2 separate regions of the Xenopus laevis genome follow, and region 2 is linked to region 1. The links are chromatin contacts, called in public Hi-C maps. All regions are on one chromosome and are shown on one strand. The core of a region is the stretch at or near the end of the contact, and the rest is flanking DNA. Distances in the headings are between cores, read along the strand shown. Region 1 holds the start of acsl6.L (long-chain-fatty-acid--CoA ligase 6). Region 2 overlaps LOC121401469 (a long non-coding RNA gene).

Region 1 (6,491 bases), core at 2,950-5,449:
CCAGGTAAAAAAAAATTCAAACTTGGATAAATCTGTCCCTTCAGTAGAATGACCATTTTATAAGTTTATGAGGAGAAGAAGAAAACAGGAAGATGTAAAATCATGGAAATATGTTAAAGTAAATTAAGGTCCACGGTTTATAAGGATATACAATAAGCCCAAGATATAAACACAAGTCAGTGAGATAATGACAAGGATTAAGCAGTGGAGCGCTGCTGTGGGATTGATGCAAAAGCACAGAAAAGCGGAGGCACAACCCAACCCAAAAAGTGATTGATGGCGTGCCATAGAAGGTACAAACTACTTGGAACTCACAAGCACCCACGGCAAGATAACCACAAAAACAGGATTCTTTAGGAAAACCATGACAATTATTGGTGTCAAGTGCAGGAAAACATCAAAATCCAGAAAAAGCACCCACAGCAATGCACCAGAATTGGCGGAGCCTTAAATAATGCGGGTTTGACTGTAACAAGGTTAGGATTAATAACAGGTGCAAAGTTCACATCAGGTCTAGTAAGCAAAAATAGGTTTGTTTTCCACCAGAACTGTCTTACTGCAAAAGCAGCCAAAAAAATCACGTAACTTTCAAGCAGGGAATAACGATGCACAAAACTCAAGAAAAAAATTGGATGCAATAAACAGTGCAGGGATATTATTACATGGTAAAATGCATTTTTATACTTTAGCTTTTTCCATCACCATCTTTTACCTCAAGGGTTTAGTACAAGGCAACCTATGTACCCCCTTCGGGTTAGGACTCTGGGAGTTGCAGTCTAACATCTCTAACACTGTGTCTGGTTTCAAAACAATCTTGCCTCTATTACATGTTCATTTTCACTGGCCTATCTATCACTGTTGTCCTATCTGACAGCCAATCAATTGCTCCTCATTTACTCCTTACATTGTATTCATTAGTAGGCCCCTCCCACGGGGATCTGTTTTTATTAAGGCCCAACCACAATGCAGATCTAGACAGAAGATAAATCATTGGATAACCATTAGATGTAGCACTGCACAATGACATTCATTTACGATTACATTCGTTTACAAATAGAAATGTAAACTGTGTATTGTAGTAGGATGAGATATTTTATAATATATGTATATGTAAGTGATATTTTCCATTGATACCATTCTAATGGTGACAAGGCTTCTGTAGCATAATTGCACAGTACAGAAAGCAGGTCACACGTAACAGATTCAGTTTATGATAATAAGTATAGAAGCACCTCCTGCAGCAAGAAACACCCTGGCAATATACTAGTATTAAGATTTCTGCAAATATTAGTGTTAGAGTGATAATGATGATCATTATGCCGCTGTCACAGAATATCCAAGCATGGAACAGACTAAGTGCTCTATATGGCAGCTAAATTGTCTGAATTCACTGCAGAACAGCCTGAGCCAGACCCAAGCACTTCTACAGAGAAAACTCCCCTTTTATAACTGTTATGCTCAAAGCAGTACCATCTGTGTGATGTTTTTGCAACCATACAAGAAATTACCTTTAAAACGCTGATGTAACCAAGGGCCTATCATTTCTGAGAATGAAAAACATAAAAGTTTGTGCAATTATTTAGTAAAGCTCATTGATGTACTGTATGATGAATTTGCTATAATGCTTAAAGGGCACCTAGGAAAATGGTTTGACCCACAATAGGTGAGACAAAATCAGTCCACAGTCTGGAGAAAGAATACTATTCTGCCCAAAAACTGCTTGTAGTGAGCGCTATGCTGTCTGCAGCGGGACGGAGCTCCTGAAAGAGGAGACAATTTTCCTGTGATAGGGTTAGGTGTCCTTTAAATGCTATTTACAGTGATACTTGCAACTACACCTCGCAGTTGCAACCTGCTTTGGTGCATTTGGTGCAAGGTGCAAAGTACAGAACCCAAGCACTTGTTATTTTCATGGTTCCATTTGCATGTTGTATCTACATATGTCAGTCGAATAAATGTATCACACAGCAAAGTTGTTTATAAAGAAAAACGTTCACTGCAGCATGTAGCTTATTTAGCAAGTCTGATGCTAATTTGCACCTGCGCTAATAAAGCAGGACAAGCTGCAGTCATCCATTTTTGCATTCGGAAATCAGCCGTACATAACTTATGTACCCTGGCAAAAAAGCAAATTTAATACGGCAGATATGTGGCTTTGCTTTCTTCCTTCTATTTTCTGTTTTGCCTCTTGATTTGTTTTTTTGGAAAGAGACAAGGTCTTGACAGGTGGTGGCTGCAGGAGTCGGTCAGTGACAGACAGCCTGGACTGGACACCCAGCCAAATTCTGCCGTAGGCCTGCAAAGCATCAGGGCCAGTTTATATTGTGTGCTGCAGATACACAGATTTTTTGAAGGATTGTGGTTGGTGTATTAGGGTTAGTGTATTAGGGTTAGTGTATTAGGGTTTTTGGGTTATGGTATTATGGTTAGTGTATTAGGGTTTAGGGTTTTAGGGTTAGGGTATTATTGTTAGTGTTAGGGTTATGGTATTATGGTTAGTGTTAGTGTATTAGGGTTAAGGTTTTAGGGTTAGGGTATTATGGTTAGGGCTAGTGTATTAGGGTAAGTGTATTAGGGTCTCCCAGAAATCATAAAAACGATTTTTTTAATGAACTAGAAGTTCCTTTTACCATGATGTTGGAATGGAAGTGTAAATATACCATTTTCTCTGCTGTCGGTTTTCAGCCGATGGAGAAGCACTTGTGCAGTCTGTCATTTAGTTAAAAGAAAACACTACAAACAAGTTTTCTGGCCAAATCCGCCTGTCCCTAATTAAATTCCATTTAACTAAATGAACGGCTGCAAGGCACATTAATTGGTTCTGTGCCAGTGCAGAATACTCCCCATTTGCCATTGGCAAAATGCTTATTGATGTCTGTGTGCATGGAGCACCCCTACTATGTATACAACACAGGAGATCATATGGAATTACGACCCCCTTCTCTGTCTATGTACGTCAGACCTCCAGCCTTTGGATATAAATATAAAGTTATCATAATTTGGACACATCCTTTTCCGTGGAGACAATTTGCTATGACATAAGACTGTACTTCAATATTTAGAGGAAATAAACGATAACCCCTATTAATATACTGTAAGTACAGGTATGGGATCTGTTATCCAGAAAGGGGAAGGCGATCTCCCATAGACTCTATATTAAGCCAATAATTCTAGTTTTTAAAGATGTTTTTCTTTGTACAAAACAGTACCTTGTACTTGATCCCAAATAGGATATATTTAATCCTTATTGCAGGAAAAACCAGCCTATTGGGTTTAATTAATGTTTAAATGATTTTTAGCAGACTTAATGTATCCAATTTACAAAAAGATCCTTTATCCAGAAAAACCCAGGTCTTGAGTATTCCAGATAATTGATCCCATACCTGTATCACAAACCCATATACTTGTAGTCAATATGATACCTGCATACATCAAGGGACCTGATAGTGAATACAGTTGATATATTATGATATAAATGTCAGGCTTACATATGAAGATTATAAGGTTCTTTATTCAGCCAGTAATGGTGTTGGAGTATGTGTCTCTGATACCCTGGTGCTACCCAAACCTGGGGGGATAGAGTGACGCAGTGGAACTAGTAGGGAACGCTGACGTGAAGCCGGGATAAGTGCAAAGCCAGTGGGAAAAGATTTTTATAGAAGGCGGAATATGCACACATCGGTGATGCGGAAAGGTTATTAGAGGAGGAAAATGCACAGGAATAAAGTATCTATTAGCAATTGTACAAATGGCAGGCATAAGGGTTTTAGGAAGAAATAAAAAGGTTAGATTTAAGTGATACATTTACCCATGTTCCATGTGATGCTAAAACACTGCATTCCAACATTCAGATCCATACAGTATATAGAGTATAAGGTGCTGCAGTCACAACTGCTACCCCCTCACTCCCAATAAAGCCCTATCAATAAACATCTCAGTCATATTTGGGGATGAGAAGCAGCAGAAAGATGCCCTCAGGGGATGTAGGTATCAGCAGCAGCAGGCACTTACCCATGAGCAGCCAGATGGAGGTACCAGACAGAATGAGGAAGGTTAGCATGTCTCCTGGTGCCGGCTGCAGCATGGACCACTCCAGCTATTGAGAGAGAAGGGGGGTTGCAGCTGAGCCAAGCACCGCAGCAAAGTCACTGCAGTTAGCAGGCGGGATCACGCAGGCACATGAGTGGATTCAGTATGCACTATGCAGTAGGATAGTATTTTTAGCCTCCCTCCTTCAGGGAACAGCCCAGCTTCCTTGGAGCAGACGCCAGCGCTTGCCACTCCTGCTGCAGTGATAGCCCAAGCACATGCTTTTTGCCTTAATCTCTTGTGGCTAATCCACGCTCTGCCAGCCCATTTGCACTCATTTGAAGGGAACTTTCTGCTTTATTGCTAAAATAGTATGCAGATGATAGCAGCACTTATTGACCCATTGGCTCAGAATAAAAGGTCTTTTTATTCTCCAAGCTCGGCCGAGCATAAAAGCTCAGTACTGGGCTTGGCATAATGCAAAAAAAATGCAACTGCTGCAAAATTACTTGATGTTCTTTGGGGGTGTACTGGTTTTTGATATGAGGTCTGCCTCTTGTGACCTCATTAAAGTGATATTATATCACTGTAGGCTACACTCACCCCTGTCTTGTCTGCCCCAGCAGCTCCATTAAAGATTCATAGAAATGTAGCTTCCTGGTGCATTGACAAGTATTCTGCATATTCTGACTGCTAGTATTGCCATTTCAGCACTGCTGGTTGCAAGGCCCCCATTCCTTATTAAATAGCACAGACACATTCTGAAGCACTTTACCAAGATTATGGATCTTTCATATTAGGGATGCACCGAATCCACTTTTTTGGATTCGGCCGAACCCCCGAATCCTTGGCGAAAGATTCGGCCGAATACGAACCGAATCCTAATTTGTATATGCAAATTAGGGGTGGGAAGGGGAAAACATTTTTTACTTCCTGGTTGTGTGACAAAAAGTCACGCGATTTACCTCCCTGCCCCTAATTTGCATATGCAAATTAGGATTCAGATTCGGTTCGGCCTGTCAGAAGGATTCGGCTGAATCCTAATCTGAGAAAGGCAGAATCCTGGATTTGGTGCATCCATAATTCATATCAGTCCCTGTGCCACTGGAGCTTACAGTCTAAACTGTAATCATATTCACATACACTATGGTTACTTTAAGCAGGAGCCAATTAACCTGCCTTTTTGGGGTATGATAAGAAACCAGAGGAAAGAGACAGGGAGAGCATGCAAACAGATAGTGTCTTGAACCTAGGACTCCAGAGCTGCAAGGCAGTAATTATAACAACCGTGTAATCGTGCTGCCTACATAGTTATCATCACTGGAACATCTAACTTTTGATTCCAAGTAGAGATCTATCAGCGTGCAGTTTGTTCTACTCCTCACAAGAATGGGTTTTCTCTGAGTTTTCCTCCCAGAATTTAAAAACATATTGGCAGTGGATCCTGGTAAAATCGACCCTATGCTGTGTGTGTGTTGGTGCAGTTTAATCATAAACACCGCTGAGGACTTTATTCAATAGAGTGACTGAATGTTCCTGTGCTGTGTTATACTCTGTATGACTACAGGACTTGTCATGAATGCCGTTGTATAAAGTAGACTTAACATTTGTTATTTCACGGGAACCAGGTGCCCTAGCCTAAACCATAAAAAAATCCCAGAGCCAGGGCCAATATTATGGTCAGACTGAGCTGTTGGGCCTGAGCCCTGGTGAATCCTACCGACCCAGACATGCTCCTCCCCGAATAATGATGTTGCTCCCCCAGTGCGGCCACAGTATAAGGTATGCATGTGGTAGGGGGCAGCATCGGTCAGTTGATCTGTGGAGATCTGGGGGCAGGGGGGCCCTGAGGCTTGTCCCTGTGGGTTCCTGAACCCCATTTCAATTGGCCACTATAAGGGGAGTACAGGACATATTGCAGTTATGGGCCCCCATGGCATAGATTGCCCCCTCCTCTAAAGTAATCTTCAGGTCTTCTTCTGGCGCTTCGGCAATTTCCGTGGCTTCGCATTCAGGACCAGAAGATTGCGCCAACTGCACATGCGCCGATACGCTGCTCTCTTTCAAAAGATTACCGAAGAAAAGAAGATGGCGCCCATGAACTCTGATGCCCTGAATCTGTAACGTGGGGTGAGTAAAGACTCAGGGGCATTTACCCAAGGTAACACCTAGGCTGTGGGGGAGCAAGGAGGGGGGACTATGTAGGACAGGGGGGTATGGGATTTAATAAAAAGGGTTTGGATCTCCTTTAATCACTTAGAATTCCTTCTCCTCCTCTAACCCACTCTGCCCCTCCCTCAGAAATTTACTGTGGCTGTTGGCTAATGAGCATGCTCAATTCTTTTCAGCTCAGATTACTAAACAAACCCTCCAGTCTAATAGCCAATGAAGAGATAGTATTGCTGGTTCCCATAGAAACTCTAGCTGTCTGATCCTATTTTCTCCTAACCACCTCTCCTGAT
Region 2 (6,491 bases), core at 1,693-4,192, 160 kb after region 1:
GGTCATGTGACTTGTGCCTGCACTTTAGGAGAGAAATGCTTTCTGGCATATTCCTTCTCAATGTAACTGAATGTGTCTCAATGGGACATGGGTTTTTACTATTAAGTGCTTTCTTAGATCTACCAGGCAGCTGTTATCTTGTGTTAGGGAGCTGTTATCTGGTTACGTTCCCATTGTTCTTTTGTTTGGCTGCTGGGGGGGGAAAGGGAGGGGGGTGATATCACTCCAACTTGCAGTACAGCAGTAAAGAGTGATTGAAGTTTATCAGAGCACAAGTCACATGACTTGGGGCAGCTGGGAAATTGACAATATGTCTAGCCCCATGTTAGATTTCAAAATTGAATAAAAATAAATCTGTTTGCTCTTTTGAGAAATGGATTTCAGTGCAGAATTCTGCTGGAGCAGCACTATTAACTGATTCATTTTGAAAAAATTTTTTTTCCCATGACAGTATCCCTTTAAAGAGCCAGCTGATGCTCTCCACATGCAAATAACAATATAATATACTGACAAGACGGTTTCTATTCAGTAGAAGGTCAAGTTTTATTTATATGCTGAGTACTGGACATATTGTCAGAGACACTCTGGCAAGGAGAGGGGTTAAAGCTACCTGAAGCCTTTCACCAATCAGCTGCTGTTGGAGGCTTTTTAGTGACCTTTCCTCTATTCACTTGTTGCCTGAGCAAACAGGTTGTATGTGTTGAAGTGGGGGGTGTTGGGGAAAGCTTATTTCAATTAGTGAGTTTCAGCTTTTAGTGTTTGACCTTGGCCTGTCCAACCTGGGGCTGGCTTATACAATTCTCGGCTCTGTATGTTGTCAGTTATAGTTCTGCATTCAGCTATACACACAAGCAAGGAACTGGGGCTGGCTAATATGATTCTTGGCACTGTTGACCTTTATAGTTCTACATTCAGCTATAATCACAAACAAGGAACTGGGGCTGGCTAATACAATTCCTTGCACAGTGCTACGCTATATGTTGGCGCTATATAAATGCATGTTAATAATAATACTTTTATATTTCTGAATTCAGCTATTCTCACTTACGAGGGGCTGATAAATACAATTCCTGGCACTGTTGTGGGAATATAGTTCTAATAAGCAGCTTGAGCCTCTAGGGTCCCACATTCTGTACTGGTGCTATAGGCTCCGCTGTATCAGGTAAGATTGACACTGATACCTAGAAAAAATTTAGGTAATCTGTTGTTTTATATATATATAATATATATATTTCTTAATTCATTCTGGTAATATTACTTGTGCTTCCTAGCCAGTTTTAGCAACATAGGCCATTCCTTACAGAAACCTGTACTGTTCTCATGTACCATATATCATACAGGGAAATTGAACACATTTTAAAGGGGTTATTTCATTCTAAACACTTTTTTTCGGTTGTCTTCAGACTGATCACCAGAAATTTTTATTTTTTAATATTTTGTTCCAAAATTGAGGTTTAAAATCTGCCGGCTCAGTAACTCGGGTGCAGATTTTGAACAATTTCCTACACTAGTTGCCACGTTTCTCAGCAGCATCTGTGCAATATTAAGTAACTACTGTATCAATTCTAACAGCTGCCTTTAATGAAACCAAGGGAATCTGCTCAGCAGGGACAAAGATCAGAAATGTAGCAATTAAATTAATCCATTTAAAACAAGTTAGTCGTTGGACCCCCCTCCCAGAGCTGTTTTAGAGAGACCTAAGAAGGTGAAAAATGAAACTTTAAATTTCAATATTCGAAAAACGGTCATTAATAGAAAGTATTTGAAAAAGTCTTTATTTCTGGTGAACGATCTGAAACCAACTGAACTGAGAAATGTGTAGGAAGGTGAACAACCCCATTAAGCTGCATTTATCAGCAATCCGTCTAGGCAAAACACCAGACCATTTGATGTTTCGATTAAACGGGTTGTTTGCCTTTAAGATAACTTTTAGTGTGTTATAGAATGGTTAATTCTAAGCAACTTTCCAATTAGTTGTCATTTTTTTTAATTATTTGCCGTTTTCTTCTGACTTTACAGCTTTCAAATTGGGGTCACTGACTCTGTCTAAAAACAAATGCTCTGCGAGGCTACCAATGTATTGTTGTTGCATACCTCCCAACTGTCCCGTTTTAGAGGGACAGTCCCTCTTTTGATAGCTCAACCCACAGTCCCTCGTTTGTACTGGAAAGTCCTGATTTTCTAAGCACTCAACAGGCAGAAAAAGAAACAAAGTTTCTAACTGAATTGTCTTTTGGCAGAGAGCCCAGAACAGCCACAGCTGCAGATAAGATACTTTTGTAACAATTTTGATATAAGCAAATAAGTAATTTAACAATATAAGATAACAGGTCTCTTGGGAGAAGTTAGACTCACAGCTTAAAGGGCAATTCACCTTCACATTCACAAAATGTTGGGAGGTATGTTATTGCTACTTTTTATTACTCATCTTTCTATTCAGGCCTCTCCTATTCATATTCCAGTCTCTTATTCAAATCAATGCACAGTTGCTAGGGCAATTTGAACCCTAGCAACCAGATAGCTAAAACTTCAAACTGCTGAGCTGCTGAATAAAAAGCTAAATACCTCAAACTACAAATAATAAAATAAAATAAAAAATGAAAGCCAATTGCAAATTGTGTCAGAATATCATTCTCTACATCATATGAAAAGTGAACTCAAAGGTCACCACCAATCAGGACTTGAATGGGCAGGACAGGGGCTGTGTTACAAATTTAACAGCAAGTACAAGAAGGGTTAATTTTGAACTCCATTCCCGGCCTGGTGTTTAGTAGCCAGGTGTCAGACATAAATTAGTCTGTTTATTCTTGTTTGAGTTCAGTCACAGAACAATGCATAGGTTAAAAGCAGGGGGAAAGCAGGTCATGGGATAATACAGCTTTCCCACAGTATTTCATTGGAACTGGTTGAGGCAGCTTAGTAACAATGGCACCTCTGACTAATGTAAACACTGCCCTAGTCTTTCAGGCCTTTGCCCCGCCTCCAAGCCTGATGTCACTCACAACTGCAGTGGCCATGGCTGAATGTCAGGAGTACAACACAAGCTACATGATTTGGGTCTGGGGGAGAGGCAAGATTTTAATTTTTACCTTCCCATTGTTCTGTTGTTAGGCTGCTGGTGGGAGGAAGGAGGGGTGATATCACTCCAACTTGCAGTACAGCAGTAAAGAGTGATTGAAGTTTATCAGAGCACAAGTCACATGACTGGGGGCAGCTGGGAAACTGACAATATGTCTAGCCCCATGTCAGATTTCAAAATTGAATATAACAAAATCTGTTTGCTCTTTTGAAAAATGGATTTGAGTGCAGAATTCTGCTGGAGCAGCACTATTAACTGATGCATTTGAAAAAAACATGTTTTCGCATGACAGTTTCCCTTTAACATGCACGCTCCTTCCTATTAGGTGCTAGTATCAACAAATGAAGCAATCGTCAAATTGAACTGCTACTTTACTGTTTTCACTTTAAACACATTCGTCAGCTTTAACTAACTAGCTAGACCCATCTACAGGCATTTAGGAAAGCTAATGAGTTGGCTTAAAGGGGCAGTTCACCGTGCGCGTGTATGATATAGAAGGATTTATTCTTTTGCTCAGCAGCTCTCCCAGCCAAGTAACTAAGCAGGGTTGGACCCGGGTGCAGGCTGTACAGACAACCCACTCCCCTCCGAGAGAATTTTCTGTGAGCCGTCGCATCGGCATGATCGCCCGGAGGGCCCCAAGGGGGTGCAGGCCTAGGTGCAATCAGATCCCCTGCACCCCTGATAGTTACACCCCTGAGCTCTCCAGATTTCAGCAGCTATTTGGTTGCTAGGGTCTTTTGTACCTTAGTAACCAGGCAGTTGTTTGAATAAGAAACTAGAATATGAATAAGAGAGCATACATACAGACAAGTAATAGAAGGAAACAATAACATTGTTAGTATAAAAAAATTTTGACTGCAGGAGTCAATGACCCATGTTTTGACAAAAAATGGACCAAATGAAACGTTGCTCGGAATAAGACATTCTATAATCTAGTAAAAGTTAACTTAGAGGTGAACTATCCCTTTTATCATATTGTGCCAGGTCACTAACAACTTGCTGTTGCCTGTCTCCCTGTACTAGGAGTCTCCTTTTACAATCCAGATAGTTTGGGATGAAACTGGGAGCTCTTTTGACTTTTTTTGATTAGCTCTTGCAGGGGCTGCATTTGTGTAATCTGCATGTATACAGTCACTTTTAGACATCAGTTTGCTGGTTGCAGGGATAGAAATGTAAGGGAGAGTTTGTAGTCTGTACTTTAACCGCAGCGTTGTCTGCTTCTGCAACGGAACTTCTGATACCACAAGAACAAAGTGTTCTTCACAGGTGTGGGCTCATGGGCTCTGAACTTTACTGAGCCTACATTTACATTGTGGTTTAATATAAAACATTAGCCCCTTCCTTGCCATCTTCATTATAACAAGGGAGAATGATTTTCGTTACCTATAAAAGTTAAAATAAACAATTTAGAACAATTTAGATTGACTTCAGGGTATAAGTTATTACACTATAGCTAAGATTATTAAACTGTGGGGTTTTATCACCTAGAAATGACCAAGCAGAGGTCTGGTTAGGTATTCTGGGGTGATGTTGAGGACTGGCATGTCTTCCTTTCTAGATAGATGCTAGGCTGCTGGGGGTGCAGTCTTACCAAAAGATGGGCTGCAAATGAAAACATTACTTTTACCTTCAGAAGGATTGAACCAAACCTGCCTGGCATGACTGATGGAACTGGTTCTCCAAGCTGAGGGGGCATATACCATGTCAGGTATTCTCTGGGCTGTGGGCATCTTTAGGGTACTATTCTGCAACAATAACAGTGTCTTTTTAAGTCCCACTATGTATCAATTTCCATAGGAACATGTCGGTATCACCTTGAGGCCAGAACCATCTAGCCTAAATGGATTTAGAGAGGTTAGAGCTCTGGACAACTGAACGCAACAATTTTTCCTAAATGAAGGATTTTGCATCGGGTTCCGATCACTGGGACCTATGCCTTAGGGCTCTTACTCACGAGCAGTTGCAGCCGCATTCCCCGTTCCCCCCGTTCAGCGCAGGGGAGCACAGGAATAGATGCATTATGTTCTTTTCAATGGGGCTGTGTAGGCGCCGAAAGCAGGTTGAGACGCAACATGCTGCATTTTTCCTGCGTTCGGCACCTACATGCGCCTGTGTGAGTACAGCCCCATTGAAAAGAACTTAATGTGTCTATTCCTGCGCTCCCTTGTGGTTGAACGCAAAAAAACGGAACGCAGGGGAGCGCAGCTTCAACCGCTCGTCAGTAAGAGCCCTAAGGCCTTCCGTTACCTTGAAGAGGCCCTTAGTGTAACAGTGAAAAGCCAACTGTGAAAAATGCAGTACTTGAACCTGCTCTGAAGACAAAAAACAGTAATTTCCACCAGCAATCCATCAATTTACAGTGCTTCCCTTAATTTCAGTGCTGAGCAGGGATTCTGCACAGCAACAATTATAAACTATCCACTTTCAGAGATGTCACCTCCATTGGATTTCACGGGGCATCACCATATACTGTATATATGTAGAATATATAGCTGATTAGAGAGGTCAGATTATCATTATATGGCATCTTACAAATCAGTGCAGTTAGCGTTAGAAATCAATAATTAGCCCCATAGCATCAGCTTATATGATAGTCCAGCTACATTTTCTGCTTGATGATTTGGGATGACCCCTAAACTTAACTTCACAGCTGCTCAGAACATGTGCAGTGTCACTGAAACTCCTAAAAAAATCCAAGATGGTGAGCTCCTGTGCACAGCTGTGAAGGCCTGGATCTTTACTATTATAGAGATGCTGAAACTTTAGGCTGGTGCGATAAGTTCAGTATATAAAATATGGCTTTTCTAGCCATATTCATTTTTAGGGTTGAGTTGTCCTTTAAGGCCCATAATAAAGCAGCTTAGGCCAAAGAAATACAATAAAATGTAAGCAAAGTAGTGAAAGAAAACCAGAGAAAACTACAGCAACTGTTTGTCTGCCACATGTCCAGCACGTCGCCCTCCCAGAATCCCATGGTGCTGTATGAAGTCAGGGGGCTCTATTCTGATTGGTTTCTGTTTATTTAATGGACAGTAAATCCCAGAATGCCAAGAATGGAAATTTCTAAACATCTGAAGTAATTGGGAACTGGCAATGTACCTTGAGGTCCTGCTGTACCTTATCCAGCCCAATTCCTGCCTCTAGACCACAGATCAGCTGATTGTTGCAGCATTCCTCTCTGTCTCAGGAAACCTTAGTGCAACACTCGCTATCAGGGCAGCCACAACACATACTTAGCTTTCTTATCAGATGCTGCATATGCTGATAGCCACGTTACACCGGCATGTTAGACAGACATTATTATTTAAAGTTTTATTGCCACATTTCACTGCTCCATGTATTGGTTGCATCGTGGAGCAGATGTTTCCTGTGAAGTCTTTGGGTTGGGTTAATGCAAGGCAAGCTTATT

What was found. Hi-C and Micro-C count contacts between places; a contact is called where the count stands out from the background.
Region 2: a Hi-C map of the XTC cell line shows a contact between it and region 1, with 6 times the contacts expected there. The contact joins the enhancer-like site here to the promoter of acsl6.L in region 1. A contact is called at or near these places in 2 of 4 Hi-C or Micro-C datasets (the XL177 cell line and the XTC cell line).

The regions. Positions count from the first base shown.
Region 1 is chr3L:43,617,376-43,623,866 of Xenopus_laevis_v10.1, forward strand. It overlaps acsl6.L (long-chain-fatty-acid--CoA ligase 6), which reads right to left and starts at 4,200. Exons shown (of 21, transcript XM_041586180.1): 1 at 4,012-4,200. The coding sequence starts at 4,084.
Region 2 is chr3L:43,779,634-43,786,124 of Xenopus_laevis_v10.1, forward strand. The region is part of intron 1 of LOC121401469 (a long non-coding RNA gene); the gene reads right to left. Among protein-coding and RNA genes, the nearest start is that of LOC121401469, 26 kb to the right of the region's middle. Within about 2 kb of position 2,943, at least 2 of the 7 cell types and tissues checked have an H3K27ac peak or open chromatin away from gene starts, as enhancers often do.